3 separate regions of the Mus musculus genome follow, and all the other regions are linked to region 3. Evidence: chromatin contacts called from public HiChIP or PLAC-seq and promoter capture Hi-C data. All regions are on one chromosome and are shown on one strand. Each heading gives the region's core, a stretch centred on a gene start, on an enhancer-like site or on the middle of the called end of the contact. The rest is flanking DNA. Distances are from core to core; before and after follow the strand shown.

Region 1 (4,044 bases), core at 355-2,854, 350 kb after region 3:
TCAAAGCACTCATCCCAAGTAGACACCTGGAACAGGCAGGGAGGTCTTTCAGTCACTTTCCTGATGTGACAATTATGGCACTGCCTTTCATGGAGGCCGTAACAACGCCTCTGGTTTATAGTTACATAATATGTCTCACGTAACCACTGTGCCTACAGAAGCTAACTTCACAGTTATTGCTGAAAGAATAAAGTAGAATTCTATACGAAATATAAGACCCCACTTAATGCTAGGCAGAACCGAACACTATTCTTCATTTAAAGGAACAAAACAGCATTACAAAAAACAAACAAACAGCATTACATCATATTCTTAACTATTACCTAATATGAATCTGTACTTACCCATTTCATATTTTCTTGTTTTCTTTGGACCTCCTTCCTCCAGTAGGGAGAAAAAAATTCCAAATTTCTCTGAGGTCTCCAAGGAGCTGAACTGATAACTTTAGCTCTAACTTCCTCATTTCAACTAAGCTTATGCTGACTTATCTTAGCAAAGGTACCTTATGGACCTGACACTACTAAAGGCATTAGTTAGCCAAAGTGCTTTTCAGCACAGCGCTCTTACCTTGCACTGAAATAGACTTCTAAATACTAGGTAGAAATTAAAATATTAATTGAACTGTATTCAAGAAGACTGAAGGTAGATTTATCTTTTGATCATTTATAAAAATTATCCTTTAGAGGTATGGTTTTAACACTTGGGGGTGAGGGTGGGGAGGCAAGTGTTAGTCTTCCTAGCTGTACCACTCTTAAATTTACTATTTGAAGATTCTGCCATTTGTTGTTTGGGGAGCAGGCGGGACAACGAGCCCTCTCAAGCTGGACTAGAAAGCGTTGCCAACAGACATCAGTGTCTGAACAGATTGCAGCAGCGAACCTCTGAGACTAGTCACTCCTCAGAGAAAGAATAAAAACAACTAGATGACAAGCAGAGGCCTTAGCCCCAAGTAGCAATAAGGGGAGGGAGGAGAAGAACCCACCTTTAAAAAAAAAAATCTTTCAGATCAAACTGAGTTTGCTTGAGACAGTAATTCCGGGAGGGTTTCCCTGCCGGATCTTCTACTTCAAAAAGTCAACTACCCTTCAAGTCAGTTCCTGTCCGCGGGGTTCAGCTCTCTTCCCTGTTTCCTGGCTCATCTTCCAATGTGGCATGGGTTCTGGAACGGCCCGCACTTTCAGTGTCTGAGTCAGCTATAAACACCCAGCTGCTAGTCTGATCCCCTCCCCCAAGTCCAACACTTCCAAATGACTTGGTCTTTCACAAAGGCAATGTAGCAGAAGACCTGGAAAAGGTACCCAACCTTCAGAAATCAAACGTGGGCTTTCCTACCCTGGCAGCCTAGAAAGGCACGCAGCTGTCCCCTTTGCTAGTGAACGAGTCTCAAGGAGAAGGTCACTAAGAACTGAGGTTCCAAAACTGCTCCTTTCCGGAAGGAAACGCTAGGAAGTTGGAAGCAGGAGTTCCCTGATGTGGACTAGAAAGGAAAGAGCTGAAGCCATCTCCATGGAGATGCCCACTCACCTAAAATTCAGCAGCCTTTCCCCTATTAAGGCCAGACAGGCTCCCAGCAAGGTCAGCGCCACAAGCTTCCCCATGGTGTCTGGGTGCCTTAGGCAAAAAGCAGGAAGACTGGTGCCGCTCTGGGGCGCGGACTCAGGGTCCCGCCCACTGATCAGTCCCTTGTGCCCCGCCTGCCTGCACCTCCTGGCAGTTGTGCTGATCCTTTCTAGCAGTCTTGGGAGTTTTGCTCTCTCCTGCGCCAAGGCTCAAAGCCACCTCCACATGGAGGGCTCAAAGCCACTTGTCTACTTGAGTTTCAAGGGGATTTTTGTTCTTCTGATTCAAGTCCACCTTTATTAGCGATGGTTCAAGGCCACTTTAATGTGCAGATTCTAAGGCTGGCTCTCCAGGCAAGCGGTCCAAGAACATATTTCTGCCTAGGCTAAGGTCAGCTAAACTCTGGACCATTCAGGTTTGAACTCACAAGCTGGAATCCTCACGGTGTGGAAAATTTGTTTCTTAAAGTCACAGAACTCAATTAACCTCAGCTTCTCCAGTGGAGTGATGTGAGAGAGCTGCCTGGGAAGCCAGAGTTCATAGACTAAAGCTTCAGAGTTCTGGCAGGCTGCATGTAAGAGGAGAAATTGCTCCATATACACCCTGAAGAAGAAAATCCTGAAAGACGAGCCCTTTGGCTCATCCTTCTCGAGGAACCAGAGCTCTGAACTTTGGCTCAGAACTTCCTGGTGCCTTCATGGTGGTAGACAAGTCCATCTGTCTGGCAATCTGGAAGATGAGCAGAATGTAATAATATTAATAATAATAATGATAATAACATCAACAACAATATATCGTTTTTATGGGAGAGTCTTACTCTTCTGTGAATTTCAGGTCTTTCCAATGAAGAGCAAACTTTCCTTTCAGATAAACAATACTGTTGGAGAGACTGAAGATGGCCAGACACTTGAGTTTAGGGAACATCGCACCTTCAAGGATCATCTCTTTTTAGTTACTAATAGGAGGTAGCAGCAGCAGAATTCAGTTTAAAAAGAGAGCTTTTTTTTGAAATAGGTAGATTTTATAGGACTAAGGTGTAGCGTCCGCTCTTGACCAGCAAGAACAACACGACCACCAGTCCTTCTAACAACAGTTTATTCAGCAAACTTCCGTCTTCATCTCTCTCACTTCAACTTTCTCTCTCATCTTTTTTCCTTCTCTGACCCAGGCCTCTCACTCTTATATACTCTCAGCCCTCATCCACTCACAGCAGGCCACGTCACCTCACCAGGCACGCAGCTTCAGCTAATCAGGGCAGCAGGGGCATGTCTCCACCAAAATGGATTCGCCAGTATCCTGGTGCACCTGCGCAGCTCTCATGATGGTTGTGGCTTATTTTCAGATGTATGAGGAAGTCAGGTGCAAGACATAAGACTTAGCTGCAGTCCCTGGCGCCTTCTTGGGACTGCTGCCACACCCACTCCTCACATTTCCCCCTTTTTTCTTGTTTGGCAGAGAGAATGTCTGTCTTAGATTGCCCCCTGCAGCAATGCCCCTTACCCGTCCTTGGGAGACAAACAGCATTGGTTTGATCCCTGTCTTAGGTTGGTGACATGCCCAGGGAGTCTTATCCGTCACTGACTACTTCTCTATCATGCCAAGTCACACTTGGGGAGATTGTCCTGTTTGCATGCAGCAGGTGCATCAGAAGGCCAGGATGCTGATTAATCTATGGCCCGATTTTGATTGCTGCAAGCAAGCCTCTTGGGTGAAGGTAGAGGTCTGATCCCCAGTGTGCAAGCATAGGGGCCCTACACAAAACCATCCCTTGGGCTCATCACCCAGAGAGGTCTTGGCCAGCTCCTGTGTCGTTTTTCCTGGGGGAAGGGAACTAGGACACTGAACCTTCATGCAATCAGACATGCCTTCCACAGGAAGCCAACAGCAAGCTATCCTCTGTGCAGTGCTTAGCCTCGCAACCCATGGCATAACGCAGCATTATTTCTTTAGAGCGGCAAACCGAATCTGAGGAGATTGTCCCGCCTCCACTGCGGCAAAAGCCTGCACTACCATGGCGAAAGTGCGGGCCTGCACACGCTGCACCCAACACATACACCAAACACACAACACACACACACTATTACAAGCATACATCCCAGGGCTCCCATCAGCCCTGAGGCAAGGGATCTTATAAACAATAAACACAAAAGGAGGCCACATACAAACAGGTGTAGCCTGAAAAGAAACATTCCTTCCTCCAGCAAATTGAAATACAGAAGTTTCAAACACATTAGAACCATTCCAATAAAATTTGCATTATCTCAGGCCCCTCCTGTCACCTGGAGTAAGGGGGAAAGATCAGTGCAACTACCATTCACCCCACATAACAACCATACATAAAAGGGGCACTGCCCAAGGTGGAAGGGAATCAGGAACACTCCTACAAAAAGGAAGGGGGCCCATCTAGGTTGGGAGGGTATAGTGCCAATGCCCTTGGATATACTGGCAGGCCACACCCCTCGAATCCAGGTAGCATTAGCTTTA
Region 2 (4,024 bases), core at 1,362-3,861, 330 kb before region 3:
ACCTCAGAATCAGCAAGCCAGCCCCAGTTAAATGCTGTCCTTTGTAAGAGTTGCCGTGGTCATGGTGTCTCTTCACAGTACTGGAAACCCTAAGTCACTATTATAACTGCTCAGTGACATGAGGATAAATACGTCAGTAATCGAGAAAATGGTAAGAAGTCTAAGTAGAGATGCAGACATTATTAAAGGGAAACCAAAAATTCTAAAGCTTGGACCGGGAAGATGGCTCAGTGGGTAAAGGAGTTGAGTTCTGATTTCCAGAACATGTGTAAAAACCCAAGTATGCTGGCATACACCAATGCTGTGTGCAGGAGGCCGGGGGTCTCTGGCATGCACCAATGCTGTGTGCAGGAGGCCGGGGGTCTCTGGGCTCTTGGGCCAGCCAGTGAGGCCAATTGGCATACTCTAGATTTAATGTGAGATGCTGTCTGAAAATCTAGGGTCAAAGACATGTGACTAATTGCTGGTTTCACCTGCATATACACATGTGTGCATGTGCACACTGCAAACACGAAATCTCGGAAGCTGAAGAAAGGCATTGGTGTCGTGATAAGCAGAAGTGAACATGAAAATAGTCAGTGAACTTGATGGTAAAAGAAAAGAAACAGTAGGCTATTGACAGCAGAACCACCCATAATGTCAGAACTTGGGAGACTGAGGCAGGAGGGACATAGGTTTGAGGCTAGAGTAAGCACTATGGCAAGACCATAAATAAATGTAATTGAGGGGGAGGGGCAGAGAGAGGGAGAATATGCCCAAATTTCCAATCAAAATATACCTCAAAAAAATTGAAATAAACCAAAGAGAGTGTTCAGAAGACTGAGCAGCCAGCCATGGTATCACAGGATTTAGGGTGTGTATACTTGGATTCCCGGGATAAGATGAAGGAATGCGGGAGGGGAAATACTTGAAAACACAGCCCCAAATCCCCAACAGTTGGTAAAGGGAAAAAATGCACACAGTCAATAGAGGCTTGTTACATCCCAGCGTGATCAATATGAAAAAGCTACGGGCTGACACTTCATAGTCTATCTGCTGAAAGTCAAAGTAGACGAGAGCAAACTCTTAGAAGCAGACAGAAAAGCAAGCAGGCTTACAAACAAGAAGGGTAAGGAACAATGATTCAAATAAATTGGATTTCACGTTTGAAACTGTGGAGGACAGAACTCCATGAATTCAAATTGCCGAAAGAAAAAGCATCAGCAACACATAGCTCCATGTTCAGTCAAAATGTCCAAAGAAGTGGGGGGGGGAGAGGGAGGGAGGGAGAGAGGGAAGGAGGGAGGGGGAGGGAAGGAGGGAGAGAGGGAGGGAGAGAGAGAGAGAGGGAGGGAGGGGGAGAGGGAGAGAGGGAGGGAGAGAGGGAGAGAGGAAGAGAGAGAGAGAGAGAGAGAGAGAGAGAGAGAGAGAGAGGGCAAGGCGTGTAAGTACAGTGACAGAAACTTGTTTTCTAATTGATTTGTTGAAATCCTGAGTGAATTTCTTCAGCCCGAAGAGAAATGATTCCAGATGAAAACTGGAGTTCTTATGGAGTGACGATACTTAGAAATGTAGACATCTGGATAGATATAAAATTTATGTAACCACTTAATCTTTAAAATGTGTGTGTCTGTACATACATGTTTAGGTAAAATAAAAAAGTAAGAAATTTTCAGTGGTCACAGTAACTTAGGCTAAGGCAGGAGAGTTGACAAAAGTTCAAGGCCATTCATTCTGAGGTTCATGTTTAGTTCCAAGAATGCATAGGCAAACAGCAAACATCAATCATAGAATGTATAAAATGCCTTGTAGACTTACAGTTTCTATAGATGTGACACATCTGGTAATTGGCTCCATAAAGGAAACATAGGGAGATAATAATCCAATACCCTAGCACTGACAATGTTAGGTTTCATGTGACCTAGCAGATTGTTAACCTTAGAGTTAGAGCAAAACATTAAATGAGCAACCACTTTGTTAGAAGAATTTTTTTAAAGTGATTTTCCTCATGTAATATCTATTCTGAATTCTTACATATATACATACACACGTATAGATAGATAGATAGATAGATAGATAGATAGATAGATAGATAGATAGATAGATAGATAGATGGATGGATAGATGATAGATAGAGAATATTTGTGAAGAAATTTTAATCAACTTCTTTTATTGACGCAGCTCCCACCTGAGTTATCATTAGACTCAACCCATGTTTGATATAAAAGTAAAATAAATAAATAAGTAAATGCAGTGTTGGCAGTAGTATCCATCCCTACTGATGTCTTTGTGGGACAGCACTGTCATGGGTCATGTTTCCTGAACCATTAAAAGATATCCCACTCAGATGTGAAAGTGTGTTTGTTTCAGAGTACTCAGATTTATGGCTTGAGTTTCACTGATTTCCTACGTGACTGTTCTATTTGTCTGTGACTTAAGTAAGATGATAATAAAACACAGTGTGCAGAGCTGCTGGGGAGATTAAAGGAAGCCACGGACATTGCTGACCACAGTACCGGAGGGGAAAAAAAGAAAGAAAATGGTTGATTTGAGTCGCACTGACTGAAGGAAGTATTGCATTTGACAGCGCTCTCTGTGAGTTCTTTAAAACTTGGCAATCCCTACTTATCACATATGTTAATTCTGTGCTCACTGCAGTTACTGTTTCTAACACTATGTTATGTAACTCCACTGCATTAAGGAAGCCATTCCTGGAGCCCAGTGTTTTGTGTCGGCATATAAAAAAACAAGATTGATATTAGCTATGAAGTAATAGTAAACATTAAAACTGCATCTGTCATGAGCCTGACACATTTTAATACTTTGAAAATTAACATTATGCTCCACCACAAGCTGGCCATATAAAGTAGACAGCAAGGAAACTCAGGCAAAAAGAGGCTAAATAATCGATCCAAAAACCCCATCTAATAGGATACAACCCTAATAAAGATAGAGAATCAAGATTCTGGTCCAGGGCTTGTTCCTCAGCCACATTGCTATACTGCCTCTCAGAAATCTAATTTAGGTTCTAATTATCCATAGTGCAACACATTTAAAGGTCATCCTAAATAACAATTTCTGGATCCTGCAGGTATCAGTCCGTTTCTGGCCAAAGGGCCCATAAGAGCTGTCAAAAGCTCCCTGCTCCATGTGTCCTCTTTCACGATGAACAGAAATAGAAAAGCTCACACTGTCCCAGTCTGTACAGCATCCGCCAACATATACCAATTGCTACATTCTTATTCTCTGCTGTGCTGGCGGGGAAAGAATTAGCAGGGGGTGAGAAATTGGTGGGGGAGGCTCTTGCGCAATGGGAAATAACATGTGAAAAGCAATTGAATCCCATGTGGGTAGTCATTTCTCGCTCCCATGTGTTCAGGATTTCTCTCTGTGTTCTGTGTCTCTGTCTCTGTCTCTGTCTCTGTCTCTGTCTCTCTCTCTTTCTCTCTCTCTCCATGTTGACAGCTTCTCTGGGCTTGACTGAAAGTCACATGGCACTGAGTCTCCAGGCTGCCTCCTGAGGAATGACATAAAAGTCACTTTAGAATACTGGTTACTGATTTAAGGCATTTGTCACCGTGGAGTCACTCAGTATTGAATAAGACTTGAAAAGCTTTACCAGAGTTTAAATTCAACCACAAAATAATGGCTTCTTTTTAGGTTTAGATACTAACTATAGCGGATCATTACTTCGTGTTTCAGAAACAAATGATCAGCACCTTCCAATTTAGATTTTTTTCTGTAATATATCACAATCACACTCTGCCTGAATGCTTTCTGTTTAGGAATTGGCTCAGCAAATATATATTTGAAGAATATACATATATATGTGATATATATCAGATACCTTCCCTGTTGGTCAAGATGGCAGTGGTTTTATTGTGTCCCTTACTATTGTTGGGTCTAGTCAAATCTAGGCTTTGTCTACATGGTTGGAAATAATTTAATCATTTATCAGTATTCCTTCTGGGGGGGGAAAAGATAACTTCCAAATTTTACACCCTTGTTTTTCAATTCTCATTTAATGTTCCAGGCCCTTAGGGAA
Region 3 (3,750 bases), core at 448-2,947:
CACACACACACACACGTTAAAATAGCTATGAGCCAAGCTTAAGGACAGGCCACAAATGACCTTGGAAGTACCTCATTTCTTTTTCTAGACATTTTCTAGAAATCTCAAACAAGAACTTTTTTTTAAAAGAAGATTTACTTATTATTATAGATAAGTACACTGTTGCTGTCTTCAGACACACCAAAAGAGGGCATCAGATTTTATTACGGGTGATTGTGAGCCACCATACGGTTGCTGGGATTTGAACTCAGGACCTTCGGAAGAAGAGTAGTCAGTGCTCTTATCTGCTGAGCTATTTTGACAGGCCAAGAAATTTGTTTACAGTAAAGATAGCCTATCTTTCAAAATTAGGGTGATCTAGAATTTTACAGTATCAATTGAAACCTGGAGGGCACGCCTGTGGGATTACCCCAGTATCTCATTTAAGTTCTTTGCTCATCCTTTGAAGACAATAGTTTCAAAACTGGCCTGAATGATATATATCGGAAATGGTATATACTGGAAGGAAAACAAAGAGAAAGCCTCAGAGAATGCCCAGCTGTGTTCTGGAGTGTGCCTTCATCGTACCCTAAGTGTCTCTATCTACTCTAAAATACCCTTTAACAGGCCTCAATCCTGCAGCCTACGAGCTAATTCTAAAAATTCTGCATTAAAGCAAAGGTTGAGAATTTTAAAATCTAAATGACTAGGGAACAGACAGGCTGAAGAGCGGCAGCACTGAACAGACAGGCTGAAGGGCGGTAGCCTGACCCCTGCCATGGCTACTGAAATTCTAAATCTAACATTCAGTGCTATATGGAATATTAAGTACTTTCGCCTCTTTCTAGATTGCCTGTATTGAGAGGGTTACACGATCTTGCAGCTTTTTCTATGCACACACACAATTTCAGGCTATTGTTGCTACTATATATTTATTTTTATTTTCCTGATTCGGTTACTCTGAATAGCCTTGGCTGTCCTGGAACTCACTCTGTTGTCCAGGGTGGTCTCAAACTCTAAGATTCATCTGCCTCTGCCTCTCTGCTGGGATTAAAGGCGTGCGCCACCATTGGTCAGCTGTTGTTTCTGTATCTCCAGACAATGGCTGGATTATAGGGTGTCCACAAACTCAATTCTCCTGTCTTGGCTGTGTTGGGATTATGTGTGCACCTCACATACGTGTGGCAAAAACACAATTTTGACTCTTCAAAAATGGTACCTGTGCCCTACAAGGCTTTTGGATACATCAATGGTCTATATTGACCATCAAAGTCCATTTTGTATGAAGGAGAAGAGTATGGAACCTGTCACATTATTTGGGAGGAGAGGGTGTAGTGAGAGTTTTTAACAGGGCAAAACCAGTGAGTGTGAACAGAAAAGATATACAAGAAGAAAAGTCCAAAGTCCTCTTCATCCCTTTCCTTCTAGTAGTGTGGCCTTGAGGGTCAGCTGGATCATCCCAGTGGACACCACAGTAGAGTAGACTAGGGCCTAGGTCTTGGCCTTCTAGGCCAGCCCAGGCCATGGCCAGGCCTTGGATGCCTGGGGTCACAGACTTAACCACAGACTGTGGGGTCCTCAGCATCTGGAAGGCACAGGCCTTGCCCTAAGTGCCAGAGCCCCCTCGCCCACGGTCTTGGGGGTGGGGCGGCCTTGCCTCGGGCCGGTGCCTTTCGCCCTTCGTTGGCCGCCAGAGGCTCCCTCTCTCCCTCTCCTGGGATTTCGCTGCTGGGCTCCCTCTCTTTGCGGCCCTAGAGTTAATCCCATCAGCCGAGGTGAGGCACCTGTTACCCCGGGGCCCTCCTCATCCCCGCGGCCTGATCCCTAAGTCCATCGGGCCTCGCGGGCCTCAGGGCCCGGCGTGGGGGGCCCCGCACGTGGGCCGAGCGGCGTCCCCGATCCCAGGCCGCAGGCGAGGGTGCCCGCTTGCGCGTCGGGTCCCCAGGCCGGGCCGCCATGGCTGGGGTGGAGGTGGGGGGTGGGGGTGGGGGGAGCGCAGCGCGCGTCCCGGGGCCGCCCCGCGCGGGCAAGACGCGCGTGGGGGGCCGAGGCGCGAGTGCAGGCGGCCGCCGCGCGCGCCGCGCCGTGACGAGCGGGCGGAGGGCACACGGTCGGCGCCGAGCCCCGCACGGTCACGGGGGGGCGGGGGGGAAGAGCGCCGAAGGAGTCCGACCTCCCGCCCGGGCCGCTCGGTAAGGGGGCGGCGTGCGGGTGGCGGGGCGGCGGGAGCGCGGGGACGCGGCGGCGTGCACAAAGGCGGACCCGCGGGCGGGTGGGGGTGGACTGCGGTCCGGGAGCGCCAGGGTGAGGAGGGAGGCTTGATCCTCTGCGGGATCTATTGTTTCCCCGGCACACTGGGAGGAAAAGCAGAGGCATTCGTGTGATTGTCACCCTAGCCTTTGCTCTCCCTCCGCTCCAGTGTGGCCGGCGAGCTCGTCTCTCCCCCGGTGCCACAGACCGGGATCCGCCTGGCAGCGGCCCGGAGCCGCCGCCAATGTGTTAGGACTTCAGGTGCTTCTTGGCACCAGGCTAGACTGCGACCTCCTCCTGCCTTAGCGCCTGGCGTCACCTGCTCTCCCGGCCCTGCCCCGGGGGCCGAGGGATGGCGTCCCGAACCGGGCTGGGGAAAATCAATCGGCTGCCTCTCAAGTTGGTGTTATTTATGTTTGTCTTTTGTGAGGGCAGGTTTTTGAATCCCCGGCGGCCCCCTTCGCCCCCGCCGCCCCCGCCCCCTCGTGCTTGAATTGGCGGTGGGAGGGAGCGGGGTGTGCAGCTAGGGGAGAGGGGAGGGTGTTTATGGGTAAAAAGGACATTGTCAACGCTTTCCAAAAAGGAAAGAAAGAAATAAAGGAAAAAACAAAAACAAAAAACAAAAAACAAAAACAAAAACCAACCCAAACCACAGGCACCACACTCCTCTCTTGTTTGCCTGCATGGGCCATGCATGCATGCATGCGTGCCTGCTGGGCCAGGAAGCGAGTTTTGGAGCTGATTTAAGTGAAAGTGTAAGCTCTCTCAGCTGATGGTGCGTGAGCGTGATGTGGTTCCGTGTAACATTAAAACAAAACAAAACAAACCAGAATAATAAGAAAAAAAATGTTTAGAACTGCGTTGAGTGCCTGAAGTGTTGGGCTGCTGGCGTCCTGGTAGAAAACCCAGCTGTGGGCTGGAGGACAGCAAACATGCATGGCGTTCACTTTTTTTTTTTTCTTCCTATCTTGAAGTAAGTTAGGGGCCAGAAGGAGTAGACAAATCAGGACTGTGGAAGGAAGTGTCATGGCATACCTGATTTCTGATTGTCACATTCTCAGGCATCTATTCCCAGGAGACTCCACTCCTTAGTTAATAATAGCCTCTTGGCTAGGAAACTTCCAAACAATGCATAGAAAAACTTACAGTAAAACTTAATTGACCTTCCAGAACTTACTTCTGTCTGTTTTGTCCTGAAACTGATACTTGAGCATGGTGTACATGAGGCTATTAACTCAGAACCATCGAAGAAGCCTCTGTAGCCATATTTTTAGAGTTTGGGAACGTTAGACTCCAAACTTTTCCCTGTTCTGCACGGTTATGGAAAATTCCCAAATCAAGTGGCCATTTTGATTTTTTTTTTTTAAAGAAGTAAATGAGTTGTCGAGTTCTTTCATAATTCATTCACAGAAATACCTCAAACTTGGTCTAAAGCATTATTGTCAAGTGGTGTCAAGTGGTGTGTGCATGTGCGTGTGTGTGTGTGTGCGTGTGTGTGTGTGTGTGTGTGTGTTTTGCAAG

The links. Promoter capture Hi-C pulls out the DNA fragments that hold promoters and counts their contacts. HiChIP or PLAC-seq counts read pairs in DNA pulled down with a chosen protein or histone mark.
Region 1: a contact with region 3 is called in an H3K4me3 HiChIP or PLAC-seq map of bone marrow-derived macrophages, with 2.7 times the contacts expected there. The contact joins the promoter of Pon3 here to the promoter of Ppp1r9a in region 3. A contact is called at or near these places in 2 of 115 datasets of contacts at active chromatin or transcription factors (bone marrow-derived macrophages and embryonic stem cells).
Region 2: a contact with region 3 is called in a promoter capture Hi-C map of hippocampal neurons, with 2.3 times the contacts expected there. The contact joins the enhancer-like site here to the promoter of Ppp1r9a in region 3. A contact is called at or near these places in 5 of 39 promoter capture datasets (hippocampal neurons, liver, maxillary cranial neural crest and 2 more), 4 of 484 Hi-C or Micro-C datasets (cerebral cortex, myocytes, nephron progenitors and 1 more), 7 of 115 datasets of contacts at active chromatin or transcription factors (bone marrow-derived macrophages, cardiomyocytes, craniofacial prominence and 4 more) and 2 of 9 other capture datasets (embryonic stem cells and liver).

The regions. Positions count from the first base shown.
Region 1 is chr6:5,254,629-5,258,672 of GRCm38.p6, forward strand. Pon3 (paraoxonase 3) reads right to left here and starts at 1,605. Exons shown (of 9, transcript NM_173006.2): 1 at 1,525-1,605. The coding sequence starts at 1,598.
Region 2 is chr6:4,575,325-4,579,348 of GRCm38.p6, forward strand. No RefSeq gene overlaps it. Among named protein-coding and RNA genes, the nearest start is that of Gm33959, 9.8 kb to the right of the region's middle. Within about 2 kb of position 2,612, at least 5 of the 459 cell types and tissues checked have an H3K27ac peak or open chromatin away from gene starts, as enhancers often do. A contact at or near this core is called in hippocampal neurons, where this site is marked.
Region 3 is chr6:4,901,278-4,905,027 of GRCm38.p6, forward strand. It overlaps Ppp1r9a (protein phosphatase 1, regulatory subunit 9A), which reads left to right and starts at 1,698. Exons shown (of 16, transcript NM_001363809.1): 1 at 1,698-1,754. Gmfg-ps (glia maturation factor gamma-like) reads right to left here and starts at 1,937. Exons shown (of 5, transcript XM_030255708.1): 1 at 1,771-1,937. The coding sequence starts at 1,937.